Linked DNA regions of Rattus norvegicus: region 1 is linked to region 2. The links are chromatin contacts, called in public Hi-C maps. All regions are on one chromosome and are shown on one strand. The core of a region is the stretch at or near the end of the contact, and the rest is flanking DNA. Distances in the headings are between cores, read along the strand shown. Region 1 holds the start of Tpd52 (tumor protein D52). Region 2 holds the start of Zbtb10 (zinc finger and BTB domain containing 10).

Region 1 (5,556 bases), core at 1,350-3,849, 270 kb before region 2:
GGAATTGAAAAATGATTGTTAGTGCCAGCTAGGCTAACCAGACGTGGGCACACCAAACACCTTTCCTACATCTAGGCTCACATCTGTAAAGACCAGGAGGTGTCCTCCTGTGACAGTTCAACCACCATCTGCTTTGCTTTATTTACATTTATTATGGTTGTTATGATGATGATGACGATGATGAAGAAAGTCTGTGACAAAGTCTAACTATTGCAGTCAAGACTGGTCTCAAAACTAGCCTTCCTGACTCAGCATCATGGGCTTCATGATTCTCCTGCCTCAAATGATACATGAACTTCGTAGGCCTGTATTCCAGATGCCAACATACATCACATATTCGAGTTTTCAAACTAAACTGTAAAAGCCACTTAGCAGGAGGATTGCTGAGCACGACAGAAAAAATGGAGTAGAGAAGTACCAAAGTGTAGACAGGTACACACACTGCAAACCACTTTCATCCCTTTCACTTGCCCCACCACCTGCCTCAGATTATCTGCACACCAACAGAGCCTCATTGCTTTCACCTTTGTCCAATGATGGCTGAAGGTGTTTGGATACAATCCAAAGGATACTTCTTGTTTAGGTACGTGTTCCTTGCCTTTGTGAGTAGGCTACCTCCTGGCGTCAGTCCTCTGCCTGCACAAGCTACCTGCTTATTCAGAAAGAACACAATGACCAGGTAATGGTGATATGTGTCTTTAATTCCAGCACGTGGAAGGCAGAGACAGCTGGATCTCTGAGTTCAAGGCCAGCCTGGTCTACAGCGTGAGTTCCAGGACAGCCAAGGCTACACAGAGAAAGTCTGTCTGGAAAAACCAGAGAGAGGGTGAGAGAGGAGGGAGAGAAGGGGGTGGAAGGGAAGAGAGGGGCAGGGAATTCACACTGGCCAAATTCCAGATTTAACTTTTAAGTAGAAGTTCCAGGTTCCTCCCTCTTTTCAATTACAGACTTCCTTAATCCCACCACCCAAAAGCGGGCTCCCTCACCTGCTCTGTTCTGACAGAATACTGAAAGGTGGCCACACCCTTAACTAGGAAAGCAGGTGGGGGGTGAAGAGCAGCAGGTGAGAATGAAAGGATTTAGGGCGTCTTTCCCAGGCCTTGCTGGGAGCCTTGAGGTTGCTCGCCTGCCACACTGGCCACTCTCAAGGCTTTATTGACAGCTCCACCTTTCCCTCTGTGGGCCCTGCTCTGATCCACACGAGTCCACACGTCAGAACTAGGTCCTCCCTCCTTTTAAGTGCTGGGTAAGGGGAAAGGCCAGGGCCCATATGGGTCACAGGCAAGAAAAGTGAGAAAATGAGAAGAAAGAAAAAAAGTTTTCCCCATGCCCATCTCCCAGCAGACATTACTAACAGTTGCCAGCTTCTAGAGGCTAGTGTTAGCCTGTACCTGTCAACATTTGTCGGTTTCTGAAAATCCAGACCATACCTCAAAGGCGGTTACTTAGTGGAGTTGAAGCATGCTATTGGTTACTGTATCGAGTTGAAGCACGCTATCCCAGCGCACACCTGGGTTCTGCAAACACCCAAACCCTTGGCAGCTTAGAGAGGAGGGGCCACAGTCTGCCCTTCACTGTCTTCTAGGTTTCCCACGCTCTATTGCTTAAAAAGAACAAAATGTAACCAAGTCTTCACAGTAAGGAAATGATTAACTTCTTCTGGGAAAGCCGAGTTGCTTCCTTGACTCCTTACAGAGGAGTTCACTGAGCCACCTCTTCTCCTCGGCAGGCAATAGGGGACCGCAGGCTGACGGCAAGTGAGGCTGTGCCCATGTCTGCTGGACCCTATGCAGGGATGCCCTGCTTATCAACTCGGACTGTCATAGCCAGCTTCCCGCCTTGTGAACAGGTCCGTGCCTCACACCAGAGACAACGGCTTCCAGAGGTACGGTGGTGAGTCTTTACTTTTCCTTTCTAGAAACTCGGTGGTGTAGGTTATTTGTCTAAATGGCTCTTGGTCTTCCCAAGGGAAGTCCAGGCCGATCAATTATCAGCTTGATAATTGTGATATCATTAGATCACACTCACCAGGCCCTCAGATGAGGTGAATATTTTTGGATGCTTAAGCGCCCTTTACCAAGAAAGACATAACCTAGGCAGATTTTAAAACTGTACACGCTATCTGAACCCAAGACCCCTCCATTGTCATCTACCGTCACTGCATACACAGAAATGGTGCCAACTTTAAAATCCAATGTCCCAGGCTAAATAGTTAACAACCAAGAACTACCCCTCCATGTTGAGTCAGGTCGTAGGCGCATGGTGGCACCTGGGCACGCCTTCACACTAACCTAAGAACCCCGGGTCACTCCTGGGTTTGACCAGAGTGAACGGAACTAACTACACAAAATCAATAGTTACCAACGTTCTGTGTAGGTGAGCCAGGCGGCGACGTGTTCCCGCTCGGAGAGAGGTAGAGATAGTTCTTGTTCACTCCGGAATCGAAATCGAACGGGGACTGGTAATCATCAGACAGCTCCATATCTCTACAATCCATGCCAGGTGATGGCAGAGAGCATGGCGCTACAGCAGCCTGCAATTGCTCCTCAGGCCTGGGACTCCTGGGCCAAGGCCCGGCTGAGGAAAGGAACTGGTGCTTAAAGTCCCGCCCAGCTCCGGCCCTGATGTGGCTTCGCTCTCAGCAGCAGATCTGTAGTGACTCCTCCCAGCACCCTTAGGAGGGCCCTGGTCACCACCTGTTGCTAATTTCAGTGGACAAAGAACAACCTGGGCAGAGGGAGTGGCCTTTCCTCTGTAAACAAAGGAGGGCCCCCACTCCCGAGCCCGGTTTAGATGTACAAACACTAGATACTGGCAGGAAGATTGTTTAAAATACAATTTTGTTAGACCAGTCAGCTGACCACATCCTCGCCAGAACAGACTTAATCTTCTAGGACAAGGGAGGATTATCTGTCAGTAATCTCCCCGCCAATGCCATCTGGGTGATACTTTTCTTGCACCCTACGTTACCACAGAATTCTGAGAGCTTGGCACACCGTGTTAGCAACCAGCCTTCTAAGCATGATACAAAAATAAAGCTAGACCCATCATCGCCTTATTTCTAAAGCAGAATCTGAATAACTGTCAAATTTTTTAATCTGACTCTTTTTGGAAGAATGATGTTTTTCTCGCACTGAAAACACACGAAGCAGCTGGAAGCTAGCTCCCAAGCTGCCACTGTGAGCTCCTGGAGTGATCCCCTCTAGGCCTCCTGGAGCTCCAGCACCTTTGTTTAAGCAAAGTCATGCAGGCCCTGAGGTTGCTACAAAGAACTAGTTTCCTTTGGCACACCCACCAGGCAGAAAGGGAGCCACTAGGAGCTCGCTTGTAAAACTTTTCAATCACCAAGTTCATTTCCTCCATCCCAGGCCTCTCTCTAGAACCTTCCCGAGCTCTCCAGAACCTTCCCATGCTCTCCGTGGCCTTTGCTAAGGCCCAACAGCACTTGCAGGCCCTTGGTGGAACTAAGTTAAAGGGAGGAAATATTTCCTTGCCAGGCATGGTGGCTCATGCCATAATCACATTACTCAGAAACCTGAGACAGGTGGTTGCCATGACTACAGTGAGAGACCCCATCTCAAAAACACAAAATAACTAACTGAATTAACACTTATACTTGTGTCCTACCTTTTCATATCTCATCACATAATCTCGGGAATGTATTTATAATCACTGAAATAGAGGAGCTGAACTTTTTATTGTATTGTATGTGTGTGGGCTAGAGTGCATGTCAGCAGGAGTCAGAAGAGGTTGATGAGTCCCCTAGAACTGGAGTAACAGGCAGCTATGAACCACTGTATGAAGTTGGGGGACTGAACCTGGGGCCTCTGTAAGAGCAGTAAGCAATCTTAACCCCTAGGCCATCTCTCCAGCCCCCAGAAGCAAAATGTTTTAATTATTAGCAAACTGTCAGAGTATGCCTAGTGTACAAAATCTGTAAGACGTCCACATTCATCTCAATTTATGACTGATTCTCCTTTCCGTTCTTTTTGGTTGGTCTTGTGTACTCTATGGAATGCCTTTGTCGGATTTAAACTTTTTGAGAATTTATTTTTAACAAGAACATCTATTGTTTCCTTCTTAACAATACCAAGATTTTGGCAGTTACAAACACTGTTTAATTGAAATAATTTATTTTCACCAACAGGTGCAATAGCTCATACCTGAAATCCCAGAACCAGAGATGCTGAGACAGGAGGACTCCCACTGCCCTGTACAGAAAGGAGAATAATTCCATTTTCTTTCAAAAGTCAGGTTTGCTACAGTCCACGATGTCCTTCACTCTGACAAGACCCAGTGAGAGTTAGTCCCTGGCCTAAACACTGGTGCAAAGGCATCTATCCACCAATTGCCCCTCTGGCTTCCCTTCCTGAGCCCCCGCTGTTAAAAGGTTTCCTTACTCTGCCACCCACGGACACACCCCAAGCCTCTGTTGACATCCACGCAGCATCCTGTACCCAAATTGCTGTACTGTATTTCCCTGACATCGTACATCCTTTAAGACCATCACGTCTTCTCAGAAGGCCTTCCGGTTCCTCCCATCTCTTCTCCATTCCCGGCATGCACATGTGAAGCACCCATCTGCCAGCCAGACCTCATGGCTACAGCCTCCCACCACAGCGTCTGCTGGCCCTACCCTGAATACGGACAGGGCTTATAACCAGTAGAGAATAAAACCAGCCTTATTTTCAAATGTGAGGGCTAAGAATCTAAGTGACTGTCTAAAAGTCTGACTTGTCTACTTGCTAAGCCCCTTTCAGGCCAGTGCTATGAATCCCAGCTCCTTCCCCTTCCTATCTGCAGGCAGACCGGTTCAGACAGTCCAGCCTTGAGGATGATGAACACATCCAAGCAGCCCCAGAAAGAGCGTGGGTCGGTTCCTGGAATGGCAGGCTCGAGGTCTGGATAACAGGGTGAGGGAGGGGGGCTGAAAAAAAAATAAAAATGTAGCTTGGGAACCAACCATTGGGAACCAACCAATAAAAGAGCCAGAATGATAAGCCTTTATAGTTACTATATACTTTTATAAGAAACAAACACAAGGATTTCGAAGTAGGCAAAGAGAGCATAGAAAGAAAATATTAGGAGAAGGGGTGTGGCTAAGTAGAAAGCACTTCCCGGTCATGCGTGTAGCCCGGGCTTGACCATGGCTGCATGGTAGGTGGATGGGTGGATGAATGGATGGACTGATGGATAGATGGAAATGACAGACGGTAAATAAAAGGTAGTTCACTGCTATAAAGGCCCCACTGGAGATGATGTGCACAGTGCAAGAGAGGCAGACAGACAACGGGAAAGGACACTCAAAAAGGCCCAAGGACCATCCAAACATGGGAACAGGGAAGCCTAGGGGCATGGCAGGTCTTTTTCCTGTGGGGCTCACTGGTCCAAGAACAAGTTGGCCCTGGGTGACAGGTATTTCCACAGGGCTATCTGGAAAATACTTCAAAATCTGCATTATTTTCTCCTAAACTTCCCAGGTCTGACCTCACATGGGTTATGGTCAATTGTACAAAGGAAGTTGTCCACCAGGAGCCACGAATCCTCCCCTTGTCA
Region 2 (5,294 bases), core at 1,860-4,359:
AGAACCCTAACAGTAAGTATGGGGGCTACAGGGGAGAACAGGTCCCTGCTTGTTAGTTGGAGACTGGAAGGGGTGGGGGAATTCCTAAGCACTCCATTTACAGAGGAGAGCCCCTTGTTAGTCACAGTTCCCTTGGCACAGGGCACTTGGTGGCAGAGACCTGTTTCTGATTCCTTCAAGGTTTCTGATTTCTTGTAGGTTTTAGACACATACACACACACACCCCTACTCCTCTCACCACTGTTTGGCTATTAATTACATAAGCACTATACCAAGTCTGCCAACATCCTCAGACCCTAGTGTCATTCATTCTAAGTGTTTTTATGTGTGTGTTGGGTCAGGTCATCTGTGGAGGGCAGAAGAGGCAACTGGATCCTCTGGAGACGGAGTCACAGGCCATTCTGGGCTGCCCAGTAGCTCCCCTCCCCAGAGTATCACTCATTCTCAATTAGTTCATGTTTAAAGATAATTTCACAAAGACGACATTGTGGAAATCATTTTATTTATTTAAACATTTATTCATTAATTTATTTTTTGAGACAGGATTTTGTGTAGCTTAGGCTGGTCGAAAGCCTGTTATGTAACAGAGGCTGTCTTGAACTGGTTCTCCTCCTGCCTCAGCTTCCTCGGTCCTGGGATTACAGTAATGTGCCACCATACCTAACAACAGTGTAGACTTATAAAACATTAGGAAGGATGTCTGTGTGAGCAAAGACATTTAGCACTGTAAATGCCAATTAGGACTTAAAGTGTTTTCATTGATTCTATTGCTATAGAAATCTATAGACAGCAGATTCCAGCCCAAGTTAATGTAGTTCCTATCATACATTAACTAGGGGCACAAGCTAGAGATGAGATAAGTTGAATAAAGCAGATGACATGAATAAATACAGATGACATTTCTCAACATCTTAATCTTATAACTGATGCTAGTAACCACTTACTACCACTGGTAGCATGGGGAGAGGATATGTGTGTTGCTAGGAAGATGACCCACATCCAGAGCGTTATGAGCAGGTAGTCCATCAGTCTGCTCAGCGAAATCATGCTGCTTGTCCATAAGAAAGCTTGAGCTCATGTTACAAGTAATGCATGTCAGCTCATATACAAAACTTCATCACATCAGGTACAAGCATTAAAGGCAAATCACGTCACATGGCTTTGAAAACTCTAAACCCACACACCTCAGCGCTCAGCTTGTGCCTAATTCAGTCAAAAGCTTTAAGGTAACTGGGCCTGGGGACTCTCACCTTAAATCCTAGCCCTCGAGGAGGCGGGGCTGCTGTGAATTCTAGGCAGCCTGATCTACACAGTGACTTCTAGGACAAGGAGGGTTATAAGGTGAGACCACATAAACAAACCAAAAAGTTCCATTCAGGTAAGTTGGTTGTGGTGACAGAATGAGGCTGAGGAGAACGAATTCAAGGCCAGCCAGGACATGGTAATCTGTCTTTAGAAAAAGTGTTAGCAAATATTAATTTATAACACATTGGAGAATTAGTTTATAACACGTTGCTTTAAATTTAAAAAGTTGTGTGCCTGGGTGTCTTCTTGCAAGTATGTCTGTACATCACCGGTGTCTGGTATCGGAGCACATCCCCTGTAGCTGCAGTTCCAGGTAGTAAGCCACCATAAAGGCTCTGGGAACTCACAAAGAACAGCCTCCATCCTAATTTTAAAACTTGAAAAATGAAAGACCACTGCTCTCCCCAGCCCACCCCAAAAGGGAAGCTTCAGGCAGGTCTGTGGGTTCCAGGACAGACAGGGCTACATAGAGAGGCCCTGTCTTTTAAAAAGAAAATTAAGAAAGTAAGTTTAAAAAAAAAAAAGCCTGAAATAGGCTCAAACTGAAGAAGTTGTACAACTTGGTGGCACACACCTGTAATCCCAGTAATTCCTGGACTCTGAGTAATCCTGAAACTGAGGCAGGGTCTAGTGTATATCCCTGGCTGTCCTAAATTAACGATGTAGACTAGGGTGGCCTGGACCCTGTTTCAAAAATCGCCCCCCAATAAATAATAGATAAATCTACCTCACTTTGTGAATTAATGAGTCTAAATGCGCTAATGTTTTCCAAATAGAGCATAATTAAGGGGGGAGGGTAAGTTTATGGGTCCTTAATTGGCAAGGCCTCTTTCTGGGAAGATTAAAAAAAAAAACAACTCAAAAACCCAAAACCAAACCTAGGCTAATATAACTTCGGGAGGCTTTGACCAGCTTTGACCGATGTGATCACTCAAATTCCATACGCGATGCCAACAGCTTTTCTCAAAGTCCTAAAAATTAATTCTCATCTGCTCACCCTGTCTTCGGAGCTGCACTCTCTTCGCAGCCGCACGCGGCGCCCGCAGCAGCTGACTCCTCCCCGCTCGTGGGGAAAACCCTGCCTAATATTTATAACGCTATGACATACTGTAATACTCACAAGGTGGTTGTAGAAGTATAAACACGACTGGAGTTATCTGATTGGCTGCTGGTGATGTAACACCCATGTCAATACTTCCCAGTGAACGCACGTGTTCGACCTTTTATTTAAATTTCCATTTCATCACAGCAATAAGACACTCGGGGCGGTGCATTTTCTGTGAAACGATCGTCGCCCTGGGCTAGAGGTGCTGCCCGGCGTACACAATGCGCCCAAGGAGGTGTCCTCGCGAGGGAGGCACCGCCTGGTCCAGTCTTTTGTCAAGGAACAAAATAAGTTCACTTCCTCGGGCACGGCCACCCGCCCCCCGGTAGATGACAGGGCTGGGACGCGCTCCCACAGCAGTTACTCCCGAGTCCCAGGTGAAGTCGTGGCGAGAGTCGGGCACGGTGCGCTCGGGCGCGCGGCGGCGAGGCGGCCCCTGACACTCGCCAGCTGTTTGTCCTGGCCGAGCCGGCCCCGCCCCGAGACCCCGGCCCCGCGCCCCGCCCGCTTCCTTCCCGTGGCCGCACCCCCGCCCGCAGGCCCGAGCGGCCGGCCCCTTTCCCGGTCCCCGGGCGCCCCCGGCCCAGCCCAGCCCGGCCCAGCCCGCCCCCTCCCCCGGCCGGCCCCCACCCTCTCCCCCTCCAGCGGTTACTGCTACCCCGGTGCATTGTGGGCGCACGGTCCGTTGTTCATTTGCCATTCGACCTCCGCCAGGGCCTGGTCGGACGGAAACGCTCCGCCGGCTTTATTGTCGGCTCGCTATGTGGCGGAGCCTGGCGGCTTAGCGCGCCTCTCGCGTCCGCTCCTCGGCAGCCGGCGGCGGCGGCGCGACTCCCCGAGGACGGAGATCTGTTGGCGGGCCGGTGTGTGCGCGCAGCGCTGAAGCGGGGCAGCGGAGGGGCGCCCGCACTCCTCAACTTCGAAGGCCGCACGCGCCCCGGTTCCGCCGCCCGCCCACCTCTCCGCGCGGGACGCTGCCCGGAGCGCGGCAGGGCGGGGGTGGAGAGGACGCGGCTGGGACAGCGGCGGCGGCAGACGCGTGCGGCGGCCTGGGAGCGAGCGCGAGCCGGCAGGAGGGTAAGGCCGTGCCGGCGGGAGCGCAGCGCAGAGCGGCGCGGCGCAGCGCCGGGGGCGGGGGCGGGGGTGAGGCGTTGGGGGAGCCGCGGCGAGCGCGCGGGACGCGGCCCGAGCCCGGGCGCGAGCCGAGGCACCGGGCGGCGGCGGCGACGGCGGCGCGCGCCATGTCGTTCAGTGAAATGAACCGCAGGACGCTGGCGTTCCGAGGAGGCGGGTTGGTCACCGGCGGCGGCCCCACGAACAATAACGCTGGCGGGGAGGCCTCTTCTTGGCCTCCGCAGTTTCAGCCGCGACTCCCCGCGCCGCCCGTGCCGCCGCAGCCCAATGGGCGCGGGGCCGACGAGGAAATGGAATCGGAGGGCCTGGAGCCCCAAGACTCGGAGGCCTCCGCCGGGGCGGCCGCCGCGGAGGACGCCAAGGAGTTGCTGCTCCCTCAGGACACGGGCGGCCCCGCCTTGCTGGGCGGCGGCGCGGGGGGCCCCCTGCTAGCGGAAAGGAACCGTCGGACTCTGGCCTTCCGCGGGGGAGGCGGCGGGGGTCTCGGCAACAATGGCAGCAGTCGCGGCCGCCCGGAGACCTCGGCGTGGCCCCTCAGGCATTTCAATGGGCGAGGGCTGGCGGCCGTGGATCCGGAGCTGGACGCGCTGGAGGGGAAGGAGTTGATGCAGGACGGGGCGTCCCTGAGCTACAGCACCGAGGAGGAGGGGGCGAGCCCGGGCGATGGCAGTGGGGCGGAAGGCGGCAGCTGCAGCAGCAGCAGGCGGTCGGGAGGCGAAGGCGGGGAAGAAGCAGAGGGCAGCGGTGTGGGAGCTGGAGAAGGAGAGACTGTCCAGCACTTCCCGCTCGCGAGGCCCAAGTCCCTCATGCAGAAGCTCCAGTGCTCCTTCCAGACCTCTTGGCTCAAGGACTTCCCTTGGCTGCGGTACTCCAATGATACTGGCCTTATGTTTTGCGGCTGGTGCCAAACGACCCCCGAGGATGTGGGCAGCGTGGACCTTCCCCAGGTGGGGCATGATGAGCTTTCGCGAGGGACCCGCAACTACAAGAAAACCCTGCTCCTGAGGCACCACGTCTCCACCGAACACAAACTCCACGAAGCCAACGCCCAGGTACCGTAGATCCGGCTCTTGGTTTTCCTCAGATCTTTTGGGAAAGGTTTTATCAGTGGGAGAGACTAAAACTAAAGCAAAGAAAGGGGAGAAATTAAGATCCTTCGGGGAAGGCGTCGTTCCGGTCGAGAGAGGTTCGGGGGAGCTTATGCGTAGGGGTTTGGAAAGCCTGGAAACTAAAGTTTTCCAAAGTTGTGGATGTATTGGGGGAGGGGGGGTGGAACGACACTTTTCTAATGATAGCGCTGGGTTTATTTCTCAGGAGTTAGGGTTTGCCTGTGAGATTGATTGAATCCGAGAGAGGTTGGGAGAGGTTGGAAGAGGTTGGAGATTTTAACTTTAAATTGACTTTCGGTCAAAATTTTTTTAAGTCAGCGGAGATTTCATGGACACTAAAGTGCTAGAAGTAGTCTGAAGAATAGATTAGACAGTTTCCTTAAGCTTCGGTGCTACTGGCAAGCCACTCAAACTCATGTCAGGCCGAGATAATGTGAAATGTGAGAGGCGTATGCAAATGTGCAGGAAGTTAGTTGAATAATTTTACGGTGTTCATCCCCGTTAAACTTGTTGAACCTTAGGCAGGCTCTTTTTAGTAAGATCTTTGTTCATTTTAGCTATTTACTTATATTTATATTTCTCTTCTGAGAATCTCTGTATTATCTCTTTCAAAAACATGGTCGTGAACAGCTTATATGAAG

What was found. A called contact is a pair of places that touch in the nucleus more often than the background predicts.
Region 1: a Hi-C map of mammary epithelial cells shows a contact between it and region 2, with 3 times the contacts expected there. The contact joins the promoter of Tpd52 here to the promoter of Zbtb10 in region 2. A contact is called at or near these places in 4 of 12 Hi-C or Micro-C datasets (the A7r5 cell line, frontal cortex, kidney and 1 more).

What each region holds. Positions count from the first base shown.
Region 1 is chr2:94,688,410-94,693,965 of GRCr8, reverse strand. It overlaps Tpd52 (tumor protein D52), which reads right to left and starts at 2,599. Exons shown (of 8, transcript NM_001106421.2): 1 at 2,362-2,599. The coding sequence starts at 2,497.
Region 2 is chr2:94,415,123-94,420,416 of GRCr8, reverse strand. Zbtb10 (zinc finger and BTB domain containing 10) reads left to right here and starts at 3,109. Exons shown (of 7, transcript NM_024489.2): 1 at 3,109-4,596. The coding sequence starts at 3,652.